Linked DNA regions of Hordeum vulgare: region 2 is linked to region 1. Evidence: chromatin contacts called from public Hi-C data. All regions are on one chromosome and are shown on one strand. Each heading gives the region's core, a stretch centred on a gene start, on an enhancer-like site or on the middle of the called end of the contact. The rest is flanking DNA. Distances are from core to core; before and after follow the strand shown. Region 1 holds the start of LOC123425915 (autophagy-related protein 8A). Region 2 holds the start of LOC123425916 (ankyrin repeat domain-containing protein 13C-like).

The links. Hi-C and Micro-C count contacts between places; a contact is called where the count stands out from the background.
Region 2: a contact with region 1 is called in a Hi-C map of seedling, with 5 times the contacts expected there. The contact joins the promoter of LOC123425916 here to the promoter of LOC123425915 in region 1. A contact is called at or near these places in 2 of 6 Hi-C or Micro-C datasets (leaf and seedling) and 1 of 1 datasets of contacts at active chromatin or transcription factors (embryo).

Annotation. Positions count from the first base shown.
Region 1 is chr2H:218,835,187-218,841,733 of MorexV3_pseudomolecules_assembly, reverse strand. It overlaps LOC123425915 (autophagy-related protein 8A), which reads right to left and starts at 1,304. Exons shown (of 6, transcript XM_045109678.1): 1 at 1,173-1,304; 2 at 1,002-1,045. The coding sequence starts at 1,038.
Region 2 is chr2H:219,451,640-219,458,722 of MorexV3_pseudomolecules_assembly, reverse strand. LOC123425916 (ankyrin repeat domain-containing protein 13C-like) reads right to left here and starts at 3,805. Exons shown (of 2, transcript XM_045109679.1): 1 at 2,161-3,805; 2 at 662-1,222. The coding sequence starts at 3,615. The coding sequence ends at 878.

The DNA of each region.
Region 1 (6,547 bases), core at 55-2,554:
ATGGAAAAAACAATTGAAGCTTGAACCAAGATCTCATATGCATCAACCAGTGAAAAGCAGAACATATTATACCCTCCAGGGAAGATAGTACATCATATTAAAAAAAGAAATACTATATGAGACCATTTTGTAAAATATTTCTTTTACAGGGGAACAATCAATACTATATGAGACCATTTTATAAAATATTTCTTTTACAGGGGAATAATCTTGGCAATCCTGGCAATCCATAGGAGAAGCCAAACAATACATTCAATCGCACCAATAAGACAGAACAGTAGTACAACAGAAATTGTACGCCAAAGTATCACATCATTGTTGGTTACTTAACTGAGTAAAACAGTATCTTATGAATATGATCTAACAAAGTCATTCGGCAATATGAATTATTATTAAGATATAATACGAATAGCACACGGACAAAAAAAACCTTAAAAGTAGAATATATCAGGCAGTCATCATTATATGGAACAGTCTATTTTTATAGACTGAACAGAGTGTAAATTCTAATGCAAGATGGATAAACGACTTAATATCAAGACCATGAAATCTATCTTTGCAGCACCATTCAATTAGAATACAACTCAATCACAAAAAACAGACAGTACTGGATTGATGAACTGAGTCTTCCTACTGATTTTAATCATTTTGACAGATGTAACATATACGGACTAATAATACTAGTCTACATGGTGGTTCAATAAAACACCAATCTGAAACACACCGACAATATCTGCCAACAGCATATGGGACAGGAAAGAACGTCCGGAATACACAAATTAGCACGCCGGAGCACGGAAGCAATCAACTATAACCAAGTTATCACGTCACGTAAAAGAAAGTCTAAATTACTTTGGTGTCAAACAACTGGTCCACAGGTTTCAATCAGTGAAATACCAAACTCTCGTATATGAGTACTCCTATATTATCGATCGGACGAAAAAGCAAAACAGAGCGTAAACTGAAAGAAATTAACAGCCAGAGGGGCAAGAGAAACAAACCCAGGGGGTGCTCGGTCTTGAAGCAAGTCTTGGCCATCTCCAACCTGCGATCGATCGAGAAACAATCCACCGATCAAATCGATCCCAGAGCGGATGATGAAAGCGATAAGAAAACCCAAATTCTCCGAACTCTGGGCGGATCTTTTGGGGAAAAAGGATGGAGGGGCTCACCGATGGGATGGCGCTGCCGGGGACGAGATTGATCGAGGCGATCGGGGTGGCGGAATCGAGGGGGGAGACTGGATTGAAAGTCGCTCGGCGGAAGCAACCGGAAGGAAGTCGCGGGGTAGGGTTTGGTGGTGGAGGCGTGTCGCGGCTATTTAAGAGGGCCTTCCCTGTGGGGAATCTTATGCCGTGCCCCTCGGGTTCTAGCTGTATTGTATTGTGTGTACACAACTCGCACGGTTGTGACGGTTCGTTTTGTGCAGAGGATTCAAACTCAATTTGTATTCAATTCCGTAACGCGTGCTCTTCGTTAACTAGTAATTGTTTTAGGCTGGCCATAGTGAGAGTAATTAAGGTAGTACTTGGGACTAGCAAACATGCTGATGTGACAGACAATTAAAAAAGAAAGAGAGGATTAGAGTAACATACCGTAACATGTTAAATGTTATGCTACTATGGCCCTGTTTGTTTCAGAAGTTCCGGGACTTTTTTTAGTCCCAACTTAAAAGTCCCTAGTCCCTACCCGTTTGTTTTTAGAAACTAAATAAGGACTAGAGGTTATTAAATGACATGTAAAAAGACCATGTTACCCTTAGTGATGTATTAGTAGTTATTAAATGACATGCTAAAAATAGGGGCATTGTTGGAAAAAGTGACAAAAAGTCCCAAAAAGACCCTCCCATAGGGACTTCTCCAAATAGTCCCAAATACCCCCTTTTAGTCCCTAAAAGACCCTCCTGTTTGTTTCACATGGGACTTTTTGGGACTTTTTTAGTCCCTACATCAAAAAGTCCCTTGAAACAAACACCCCCTATGTGTCATGCATGTCAATAAATAAGGTCATCTATGATACTACTTTATGATAATATGCACTATGAAAGTAATATCATACAATAGTACCATATGCATGATACTACTATATGATACTCCTCACTATGACCAGCCTTAGGCAACCTCGTTAACTTTATTGCTTTGTTCAAAACGAACTACTTTTGTACTTCTAGCCTAACTCACCAAACCGTTTGATTTTCTAACTCATCAAACCGTTGTCACTAGACGGAGAATTTTTTATATATTAGGCAACCGAACCAATATCGGTTACAAGCGGATCATTAAAAAGAAACCTCATCAAAACACACAAGATCCGTTAGAAATATATCTTCGCACTCTTTTCGACGATACTAGAAACAACACATGGATGAAGCCAAGTGGAATGAATCTTTTCATCCTTCGAGAGCCACCGTCGCCTCGGCTTTCTGAACATAATATAAACCCTAACGACACTCAAAAGACACATAAAAATGAAGCCTTGCGAACATCGACTATTTGATGTTTGTTTGATTATTTGATGGAAGATATTAACTTCAGATCCTTGATCACCATTATTATATCCTCTGATCTTAAACATGTTGATGAGGTGTGAGTAGTTGATATTGTTCCTGAGGACATGTGAGAAGTTTTGTTATAAGTAATTATGTGAAGTTGATATTCGTTTAATATTTTGATAATGTGTATGTTGTTGCTTCTCTTAGTGTTGTCGTGTGAAGATCGACTACACGACACTTAACCATGTTATGGGTCTAAGGAAAGACACTGTGGAGTACCAAATAGATGATGGGTTGCGAGAGTGACAGAAGCTTAAACACCAATACATGCATTGCTTCATAAGGGGCTGATTTGGATCCACATGTTTCATGCTACGGTTAGATTTATATTAATTGTTCTTTCGTAGTTGCGGATGCTTGCGAGAGGGGGTAATCATAAGTGGGTTGCTTGTTCAAGTAAGAACAATATCTTAGCACTGGTCTACCCATATATCAAATTATCAAAGTAACGAACGCAAATCAACTAAACATGATGACATGACTGGACAGTAATTCCCATGTGTCCTCGGGAGCGTTTGCTTCATACAAGAGTACTTTCCGGCAATGTCCTTTGTTATAAAAAGGATTGGGCTACCTTGTTGCGCACTTGCTACTATTGTTATTTGTCACTTGTTACGAATTATTTTGCTACAAAACTATCTATCATTATTACTTACAACATATGGAGAGAATACCTTGCTGAAAACCGCTTGTCATTTCCTTTCGCTCCTCGTTGGGTTCGATGCTCTTACTTATCGAAAGGACTACGATTGATCCCCTATACTTGTTGGTCATCATCCATCAAGAGCCATCAAATGCCTCCTTGTTTGACACACCAAATGCCAGAATCCAGAGAGAATCAAGACATCGGACAAAAACAACTCTCAAATTCCCTTTGTCAGATTGAACGCATCGAGGTAGCAAGAGACGAGGGAGATCTTACCTCAATGCACCATCTCCAGAGGGATCACCGCCACCTTACTGCCTCTCATCGGATCTGCGTGCCATCACCGTCGAAGTTGGGTGTTCAAACATGAAAACCCTAGTCCACCGCCTGTTCGCCCCTCTCGCATTCGCTTGATGCCCGATTCGTTGGATCGCCTAGTCGCTCGCTGCCTTTGGCTGGATTGGCTTGGGCCATTGGGCAAGGGTGGGGGTGTATCACTCACCCAAATGTCAAGGTGAGTGGAGGCCCACCCTGTCCATCATGTAGCCCCACCCCAACTTAAAAATTGTGCATTACATACTAACTAGCTAGCATGGTGTCCAAACAACACGGTTCTGCCATTGGTCACACTGTACTCCATTCCATATCGTGAACACCAATATGCCACCCTGTTGGAAATATGCCCTATAAGCAATAATAAATTAGTTATTATTATATTTCTTTGTTCATGATAATCGTTTATTATCCATGCTATAATTGTATTGATTGGAAACACAATACTTGTGTGGATACATAGACAAAACACTGTCCCTAGTAAGCCTCTAGTTGACTAGCTCGTTGATCAAATATGGTCAAGGTTTCCTAACCATAGGCAAGTATTGTTACTTGATAACGGGATCACATCATTAGGAGAATCATGTGATGGACTAGACCCAAACTAATAAACTTAGCATGTTGATCGTGTCATTTTATTGCTACTGTTTTCTGCGTGTCAAGTATTTATTCCTATGACCATGAGATCATATAACTCACTCGCACCGGAGGAATACCTTGTGTGTATCAAACGTCACAACGTAACTGGGTGACTATAAAGATGCTTTACAAGTATTTCCGAAGGTGTCCCTTGAGTTAGTATGGATCAAGACTGGGATTTGTCACTCCGTGTGACGGAGAGGTATCTCGGGGCCCACTCGGTAATACAACATCACACACAAGCCTTGCAAGCAATGTGACTTAGTGTATGTCACAGGATCTTGTATTATGGAACGAGTAAAGAGACTTGCCGATAAACGAGATTGACATAGGTATGCGGATACCGACGATCGATTCTCGGGCAAGTAACATACCGAAGGACAAAGGAAATGACATACGAGATTATATGAATCCTTGACACTGAGGTTCAACCGATAAGATCTTTGGAGAATATGTAGGATCCAATATGGGCATCCAGGTCCCGCTATTGGATATTGACCGAGGAGTCTCTCGGGTCATGTCTACATAGTTCTCGAACCCGCAGGGTCTGCACACTTAAGGTTCGATGATGTTTTATGTGTATTTGAGTTATATGGTTGGTTACCGAATGTTGTTCGGAGTCCCGGATGGGATCACAAACATCACGAGGGTTTCCGGAATAGTCCGTAAATGAAGATTGATATATAGGTTTGTCTCATTTGGTTACCAGAAGGTTTCCGGGCATTACCGGTATCGTACCGGGAGTGACGAATGGGTTCCGGGAATTTACCGGGAGGGGGGGAACCCACCCGGGAGTGACCCAAGGACTTAGGGGTGACACACCAGCCCTTAGTGGGCTGGTGGGACAGCCGAGAGAGGCCCATGGCGCCACCAAGGAAAAAGCAAAGAGAAAAAGAAAAAGAAAAGAGGGGAAGTGGGAAGGTGGTGAAGGACTCCACTTTCCAATCCTAGTTGGACTAGGATTGGAGGAGGAGGACTTCTCCCCTTGGTTCGGCCGACCCCTTGGGGCTCCCTTGAGCCTCAAGGCAAGTCCCTCCCCCTCCCTCCTATATATACTGGGGTATTAGGGCTGATTTGAGACAACTTTGCCACGGCAGCCCGACCACATACCTCCACGGTTTTTCCTCTAGATCGTATTTCTGCGGAGCTCGGGTGGAGCCCTGCTGGGATAGATCACCACCAACCTCTGGAAGACCGTCACGCTGCCGGAGAACTCATCTACCTCTCCGTCTCTCTTGCTGGATCAAGAAGGTCGAGATCATCGTTGCGCTGTATGTGTGCTGAACGCGAAGGTGCCGTCCGTTCGGCACTAGATTGGGAAGGATCATGATGAGATTGCGGGACGGATCGCGATGAAGTTCGCGGGACGGATCGTGATGAGATCGTGGGATGGAGTGTACAACTACGGTGATTTGAATCACGCAAGCTGTTCCACTACATCGTCTGCGTTTCTTAACGCTTACCGCTATGCGATCTACAAGGGTACGTAGATCGGAAATCTCCTCTCGTAGATGAACATCACCATGATAGGTATTGCATGTGCGTAGGAAAATTTTTGTTTCCCATGCGACGTTTCCCAACAGTGGCATCATGAGCTAGGTTCATGCGTAGATGTTATCTCGAGTAGAACACAAAAGTTTTTGTGGGCGGTGATGTGCGATTTGCTGCCCTCCTTAGTCTTTTCTTGATTCCGTAGTATTGTTGGATCGAAGCGGCTCGGACCGACATTACTGGTACGCTTACCAGAGACTGGTTTCATCGCTATGAGCAACCCCGTTGCTCAAAGATGACTGGCGAGTGTCGGTTTCTCCAACTTTAGTTGAATCGGATTTGACGGAGGAGGTCCTTGGAGAGAGGTTAAATAGAAATTCATACATCTCCATTGTGGTGTTTGCGTAAGTAAGATGCGATCCTACTAGATACCCATGGCAACCACGTAAAACATGCAACAACAATTAGAGGACGTCTAACTTGTTTTTGCAGGGTATGCTTGTGATGTGATATGGCCAACGACGTGATGTATAATATTGGATGTATGAGATGATCATGTTGTAATAGTTAATATCGACTTGCACGTCGATGCTACGGCAACCGGCAGGAGTCATAGGGTTGTCTTAAAACTAACGTTTGTGTTTGCAGGTGCGTTTACTATATTGCTAGTACGTAGCTTTAGTAGTAATAGCATAGCATACACGACAACCTCGATAGCGGCACGATGATGGAGATCATGATGATGGGGATCATGGTGTGGCGCCGGTGACAAGAAGATCATACCGGTGCTTTGGTGATGGAGATCAAGGAGCACTTGATGATGGCCATATCATGTCACTTATGAATTGCATGTGATGTTAATCCTTTATGCACCTTATCTTGCTTAG
Region 2 (7,083 bases), core at 2,556-5,055, 610 kb before region 1:
CCTCGGCCAATTCCCATCTCCCGTCATCTCTGCTTGATTTCACCTTGTACCGTCACGAACGTGTTGCCTCCCTTTTGCACCTGATTTGCAGAAAATTGTTGATTGGAGAGTTATCAGTGAGCCAGGCTCTGACTTGCTTTAAGATTCGTGCTGATGCGAGTAAGACCTTTCAGTTTGTAACTCAGTCTGGTTGAAGGTAACACGCCATTTGTATGTGGGTGAAACAGGCTACGTATTCACTAGGAAGGAAGGAATGTCTGTGCCAGCCATCTTTGGGGTAAAGCATGCATGCATGCCAATGATTCTGCCCTACAAAGCGCGGACATACAACACGCTAACGCATCTTTTGCAGAAGCCGCAGCCATCATATTCATCCGCACCAGAGAGAGAAAAAGAAAAGATCCATTGAACTCATCGATCCACGAACCAAACGCACAACGACCATTCGTCCATCATTTTGCTTTCCAGGAAAAAAGGATCCCACATTGTGCTTGGGGATGCACCAAGGAGAACACTCCCAAATCTCAAACACAACAGACGTACACAGAAGAACTGAAACACAGGCAAAGAATAGGAATGTGCAATACATTCTCTCTTTTTTTTTAAATCAGAAGGATCTTTAAGCAAGAGCAGCATGTGCAATTTGGCGCCACCCAGTGTGTACAAGTACAACAATATTGCTGAAGAAGAAGGGTCAATCAACAAAAGGTAAAACATAAGAGGTTCCACACTAGCTGCTTCCGTTCTTCGTCGCCAACCTAAACCCTAACCCGGGGCTCCTCCCAGATGCTTGGTAATTACAGGTTCTGGGTCATGGTATATTAGCTCCCCACTAAATAGAGACCAGATGATCAATTCAAACCGCTAGTTGGTTTAGTTAGGTCTCTTTGCTCTTGCCCTTTTTACTGGTCTTGGATAGCTTCTTGTCTTGGGACTTGGTGGCACCCAGGTTTACCCAGGTGTAGTCGCTGGGGATGGTGAAGGGGTCGGTGTTGTCCGCGACCTGCGACAGGTTCACTGGCTTTGCTCTCGAGTTCTTGGATGTCCACCTCAGATACGAGCTCTTGTGGGTGTCTGGCTTAGGCATGATGGACCCCGGACCAGGGCTCGCCAGCAGGCTGGGGCTCGACATCGGCGTGAAGAACTCCTCTGGCTCTACCAGGGGAACAAACTTGTTGAAGGTGATGACTACCCTCACAGTCGGAACAACAGGGATCGCAACCTGCATCAACAACAAAGTTATGAACTAGCTGAGTCCACAGATAGCAACAAATCACAAGCCAGCATGAACGACCAAATCCAAACTGAGTTACACCATCTCTAGTCCATAGCTGCATCCAACTAATTCCTATGACTAATGCCTATAGGCAGCGCATTGTGTGTTCCCAAGTTCCAACAATAAATTCTTGAGAATCAGTATTATGATGTAGTCTTCAGAACACGATAATAATTAAGAAAAAGGATATTTTAGAAAGTGGTAGTGCAATGGATACTGCTCCCTTTACTACTCAACTCCCCATTCATCCAACCTGGAAATTGCCTGCTCCAGGGCAATGCACCATGCAGATAAGCATCTGAACTTATAAATTGTTTTCCTACAAACCGCCCCGCATAAACACAAGTCGAGCTTTCACTGCATATGCTGCCCCTGGTTGCTGTTCTTGGTGATACAAACAGCTAGATAGTCCCAATAGCACATGATTCATTACTTATCTTGCTTGATTCAGGGGGTGTTTGGTTACAGGGACTTATTAGGGACTTAGAACTTATAAGTCCCTTTAAGTCCCATCTAAACCAAACAGGAGGGACTTATGAGGACTTAAAGTGGGCATTTCGGACTTATGAGTCTTACAGGGACTTATAGTTGTAATATGGTCTTTTAGTCCATATTAAGTCCTAGGAACCAAACAGGTAGGAACTTTTTAGGGACTCGGGACTTATAAGTCGAGACTAAAAAAAGTCCTAGGACTTATGAACCAAACAAGGCCTCAGATAACTTCTGGGTGTTGACATTGCTTGATTCACCATGTTTAAGTGCTACATAGGGCTTATAAATTCTTGTCAAATTTGCACAAGCAATGAAACTGAGGAAGTTATTTGCGAAGAAACAGTACCATAACTTGGGTTGCCGCTAGAGCAGGAAAGTAGACTGAACGTTACCTTGACCGGGAATGTCCCAGTCGGGAACTTGGTGGTGAGCAGCTCACGGAGGCGGCGGACGGCGCGCACACGGGTAGCCAAGATGTCCAGCAGAGGCAAGAACTCGTCGACGCTCAGCGGGAAGTCCTCAGTGAGCCACACGGTTGGCCGCAGTGTCTTCACCGTCTCCTCCTCCTTCCACTTGGCTCCCCCGGTCGTGGCGTTCCGGCTGAAGACGCCGTCCTCGCCGCGGCCCACGGATGCACAGGTTGGCAGCCGTCGCGGCACGTCCACGCTGTTCCTCCTCCTCTGCGGCGTCCCCATATGGGAGGGTGGCCCTGCCACGCTGCGCCGGCCAGGCACGTAGCAGCTGCGCCGTGGCGGGGGCGGGGGGATGTCGGCGACTAAGAAATCGCCGTCCTCGTCATCATCCCGGATCTCCAGCGGCAAGAACTCCTCGTCGTCATCTCCGGCAAACTCGAAGGTCAAGTCCTTGCGGCCCGTGCTGGCTGCCTTGAGCGTGCGGAAGGAGAAGACGACGTTGTGGACGTCGAACACCCTCGCCTTCCACTCCCCAACGCTCTCCGTCTTCTCCTTGCGCAGCCAAGTGGTTCTCTGAACGAGCCTCGCGGAGGTGATGTTGAGCCCCGGCCTGTAGGCGGCCGCGTCGGAGGTGGCTGCATCCTCGTCACCGGCGGCCGCGGCCGCGGCGAACGCGTCATGCACCTCGCGCTTGCCGCGGTGGAGCACAAGGAGCGATCCCGGGGGAAGGCGTCGGCCGCCGGCCTCAGTCTCCTCACCGAAAAAGAGGAAAGAGTGGTCGGCGCGCCGAATGCGGAGGCCGTCGAAGCCGGCGAGGGTGGTGTCCGCGCGCAGGTTGGCGCCGCGCTTCCATATCCGGTAGGTGTCCGACGGCGCGGCGCGCGAGAGGAGCGGCACGACGGAGCTCTCGAAGTGGAAATCCACCTCGAGATAGAAGTCCTGGACCCGGCTCAGCGCGGCGGAGAGCGCGGGCGCCCGGCGGCGGAGCTTGGCCCAGGCCGCCAGGCGGTGAGCGCGGAGGAGGAAGGCCGCGATGTCCTTGCATCCAAGGCAGAGCGCCTCCTGGAGCGGCGTCCACCCGGCGTGGTTCTGGAGCGTGGGGTCGGCGCCGGCGGCGGCGAGCGCGGAGGCGAGGGAGGGGAGCCGGAGCCGCACGGCGAGGTGGAGCGCGGTGTCCCCACCTGGGACGTCGCGGCGGTCGAGCGCCGCGGAGACAGAGGCCGAGAGGCGGGCCTCGCGCGCGGCGTCGGCGGCGGAGAGGATGCGCGAGGGGTGGGCGAGGGGCGGGAGGCCGGCGAGGATGGCGGAGATGCCGGCGGCGTCCCGCAGCGCGACGCAGTGGTGCGCCGGGCTGTGCGCGTAGTCGCAGGGTCGGATCGGCGCGGACGACGTGCGCTTGGGTCGCGGCGCGGGGGACGGGTCCTGAACTGACATTGCCCGCTCCTGGTCGGGGATAGGAGCTCTCCTCTTGGGATTCTTGTTGGGCTCTCTTCCTCGGCTGTGGGGAGGGATGCGTGCGCGCGTGGGGATCGAGTGGAGTGGGGAGCGGTGGAGGTTGGAACCGTTGGGTGGTGAACCAGCCGGGGAAGAAACAAGATAGACGAGAGAGTGGTGTCAAGGATGGGCTAAAGATGGACCGGGCCTAGCCGGGCTCATTCATGTCCTATTTACTAATGATGCAAGATAAGTACTTCCCCTGTTTCAAAATAAATATTTTAATTTTAGTGCAACTTTCTATTGAACTAATATAAAATTGATACATTTATTTTAAAACGGATGGAGTACTTGCTACTGTACGGTCAATCATTGTACTCACTCAAAGTAAACATTTTTCGCGACAATTCATGTTGCGGGTACATAGCAAAATTTTCAAGTAAACACGGGTAATTTTCACAGCAAAATCCTATGATGTCAACATTGCCAAGTCTGGTGTAAAAAATTGTCACAAGAACGTTCGTAGATACCATCCTTCCTAATGAACATTTGTTGCCTATTTGGGATTCTTAAGATAAGTCCCCATGAAAAAAAATATAAGGCTGTTAGGTGCATGGGACGTGAAGATCTCTATCCGGTGTGAGTTGTAAGCGAAAAACATTGTTACTGCTGAAAATATGAGCGATTTATTATGTGATTTTGCTAGCAGAAATAGTAGATAAATCATGAATACCATAACAATTATAAGACAAGAGATGCGACCATATAGAGAGTATGCGAGTAGCATGTGAACTGATAAGTATGAACAGAACATATCTAGAAAAGAAACTAGAACAAGAAGTTGCGGCAGGAACTAAAACAAGAAGAACACGAATACATAGTGAGTTGCATCACTAGCAGAAGTGTGATTGGCATTGACGTCGTCACCGACCATGTTGTCGAAGAGGTTGTTGACGTCGGGGAAGAAGTCGTCGTCTAGGAAGTGGTCGTCGGCGTCCGTGACGTCCGTGATGAAGAAGCCAGTAGTCGCTCAGAGCGCTCCCCAAAAACCTTATCACCCTTCTCTTGTACTGAACTCAAAGCGACGGGCTTTCGGTGGCCTAATGTCCCGATCTGAGACGAAACGAACATGCATCCGTCGAAGAGGTGCATGCGAGGCGAGCGGCACAGGAGGAGGAGCGTGTGTGTGTGTGTGTCTCTTGTTCTCATGCTCATACATGTGTGGAAATATCCTCCCTTATATGAAGGTCCAACTCCTACCAAACTAGCAATGCGGGACTAAACTTTAGTTCCACCTCTTGCCTTGCACGAATGGGCTAAGTGGGTCTCTAGGATTTATTAGGAATTCCAAAATTGGTCATTGGGCTGGCCCAAAACGGTTGAATTCCAACAATCCCCCACCGGCTCACAGGCACACAAAATTTGCCTTTAGTTCGAAAATACTATGTATATACCGGTACTGCAGTGGAGAGTGTTAAGTTGAACTTCCACCTAGTACTCTATGCTACTCTAGTAAGCAACTTGAACAGTGGACTATGCCTTGAACTACAAGTTTTCTGTGAATCTAGCTTCACATAGAGCCTTGACCGATACTAGGCTATCGTGGGACTTCCCCGTGGGTGGAGCTTATGCGTCATACTCCGAGGCCTTTCATGAGTTTACTAGAGAGCACCCTACTCTCATAGATTGCGGTGTTAACAATCACACTCATGTGGGTGTGGTCTTCAAAAGATGTCCTGCAGGACAACATCTCTGCTTCAATAAGCCACTTAGAACATATTAAGATATATATCAACCCGCCATGCAGATTAAGAAAGTATTGCATCTTCATGGAGTAGTATTATCAATGGTAAGGATAATTTCCTCTTAGTTGACCAACAACTTATCTTCCACATCTAATTCATGGGATCTCCGATCACATGGAATAGGTTGCCACTGTGAACAACTCACATTGTGGGTCTCATACCCGTCTCCTTTGATGCATTATCTATCACATTGCATGATAGACCCTTAGGAAAAGGATCTGCCAGATTTTTAGATGTTTAGATATAACCCAATGCAATAATTTCGGAGTTCATCATTTTCTTGACAGATTTTAACCTTGTCTAAACATGTCTTGATGACTTCATGTTATCCTTTGAACTACTCATTCTGGCGATCACAGTTTGATTGTCGCAGTTCATAAGAACACATGGTAGAGGTTTCTCAACAACCGGTAAGTCATTCAAGAGCCAACGAAGCCAATCTGCTTTAACCGTAGTTGTATCTAGTGTTGTGAGTTTTGCTTCCATTTTGACCTCGTTAAGATCGTTTGCTTGCAAGACTTCCAAGAAACAGCACCAAGACCATGAGTGAATACATATCCACTCGTGGCCTTTATCACATCAGCATCATAGATCCATTTTGAGTCAATATACCCTTCAAGTACCTTTTGGTACCCAGTGTAGTGAATTCCATAACTCATAGTGCCCTTCAAATAGCGCATAACTCTTTCTAGAGCTTTCCAATGATCATCTCTTGGTTTTGAGACAAACCAACTCAGTTTGCTAACATCAACAGAGATGTCAGGTCTCGTAGCGCTCGCTAAATACATACGCAAACCAATTATCTGAGAGTATTTCAATTGAACTCTAGCGGTTCTTTGATTATTTCGACGCAACACGCTAGCACCATAAGGTGTTGGAGAGGTCTTGTAGTCACTATAACCAAAGTGACTCAAGATCTTTTCCACATAGTGAGATTGAACCAATGTAATCCCACCATCATCACTTTTGAGCAACATGATCTGAAATAAGAAGAACACGAACACATACTGAGTTGCGTCACGAACACATATCGAGTTGCAATAGCAGAAACAGTGGGATTGGCGTTGACGTCATCACCGGCCATGTTATTGAAGAGGTTGTTGATGTCGAGGAAGAAGTCGTTGTACGAGAAGTGGTCGTCAGCGTCAGTAGTGTCTGTAATGAAGAAGCCAGTTGTTGCGCAGAGCGCTCCCCAAAAACCTTATCACCCTTCTCCCGTACAGAAACAAAGCGGCGGGGTTTCGGAGGCCTACTATCCCGACCTACGGCGCATGCCGGAAGACGGGGTGGGGAAGAACTTAGCAGCAGCTAAGGGTTTGGAACTTGACGGCGAGAGGAAGATGATGATCTAATGTGTCTCTCTGGAGAGGAGGGACCTCTCTTTTATAGGCAGAGGAGAAGGAGGCGAACAAACAAGAACGGGAGGCGAAGCAAAAGAGGGAGACGAAACGAATAGGCACGCGTTGAAGATGTGCAACGTTCGTATTCAATTTCCACTATAGCAAAACATTTCAGCTCTCGAAGAGGTGCCGACAAGAGGCGCGTCATGATGATGCCAGGCGGGTGGCGGTGGAGGAGGAGCACGCGTGTATGTCTCTCTTGTTCTCATGCTCATACATGTGCAGAAACATCTATTGGAAATATGCCCTAGAGGCAATGATAA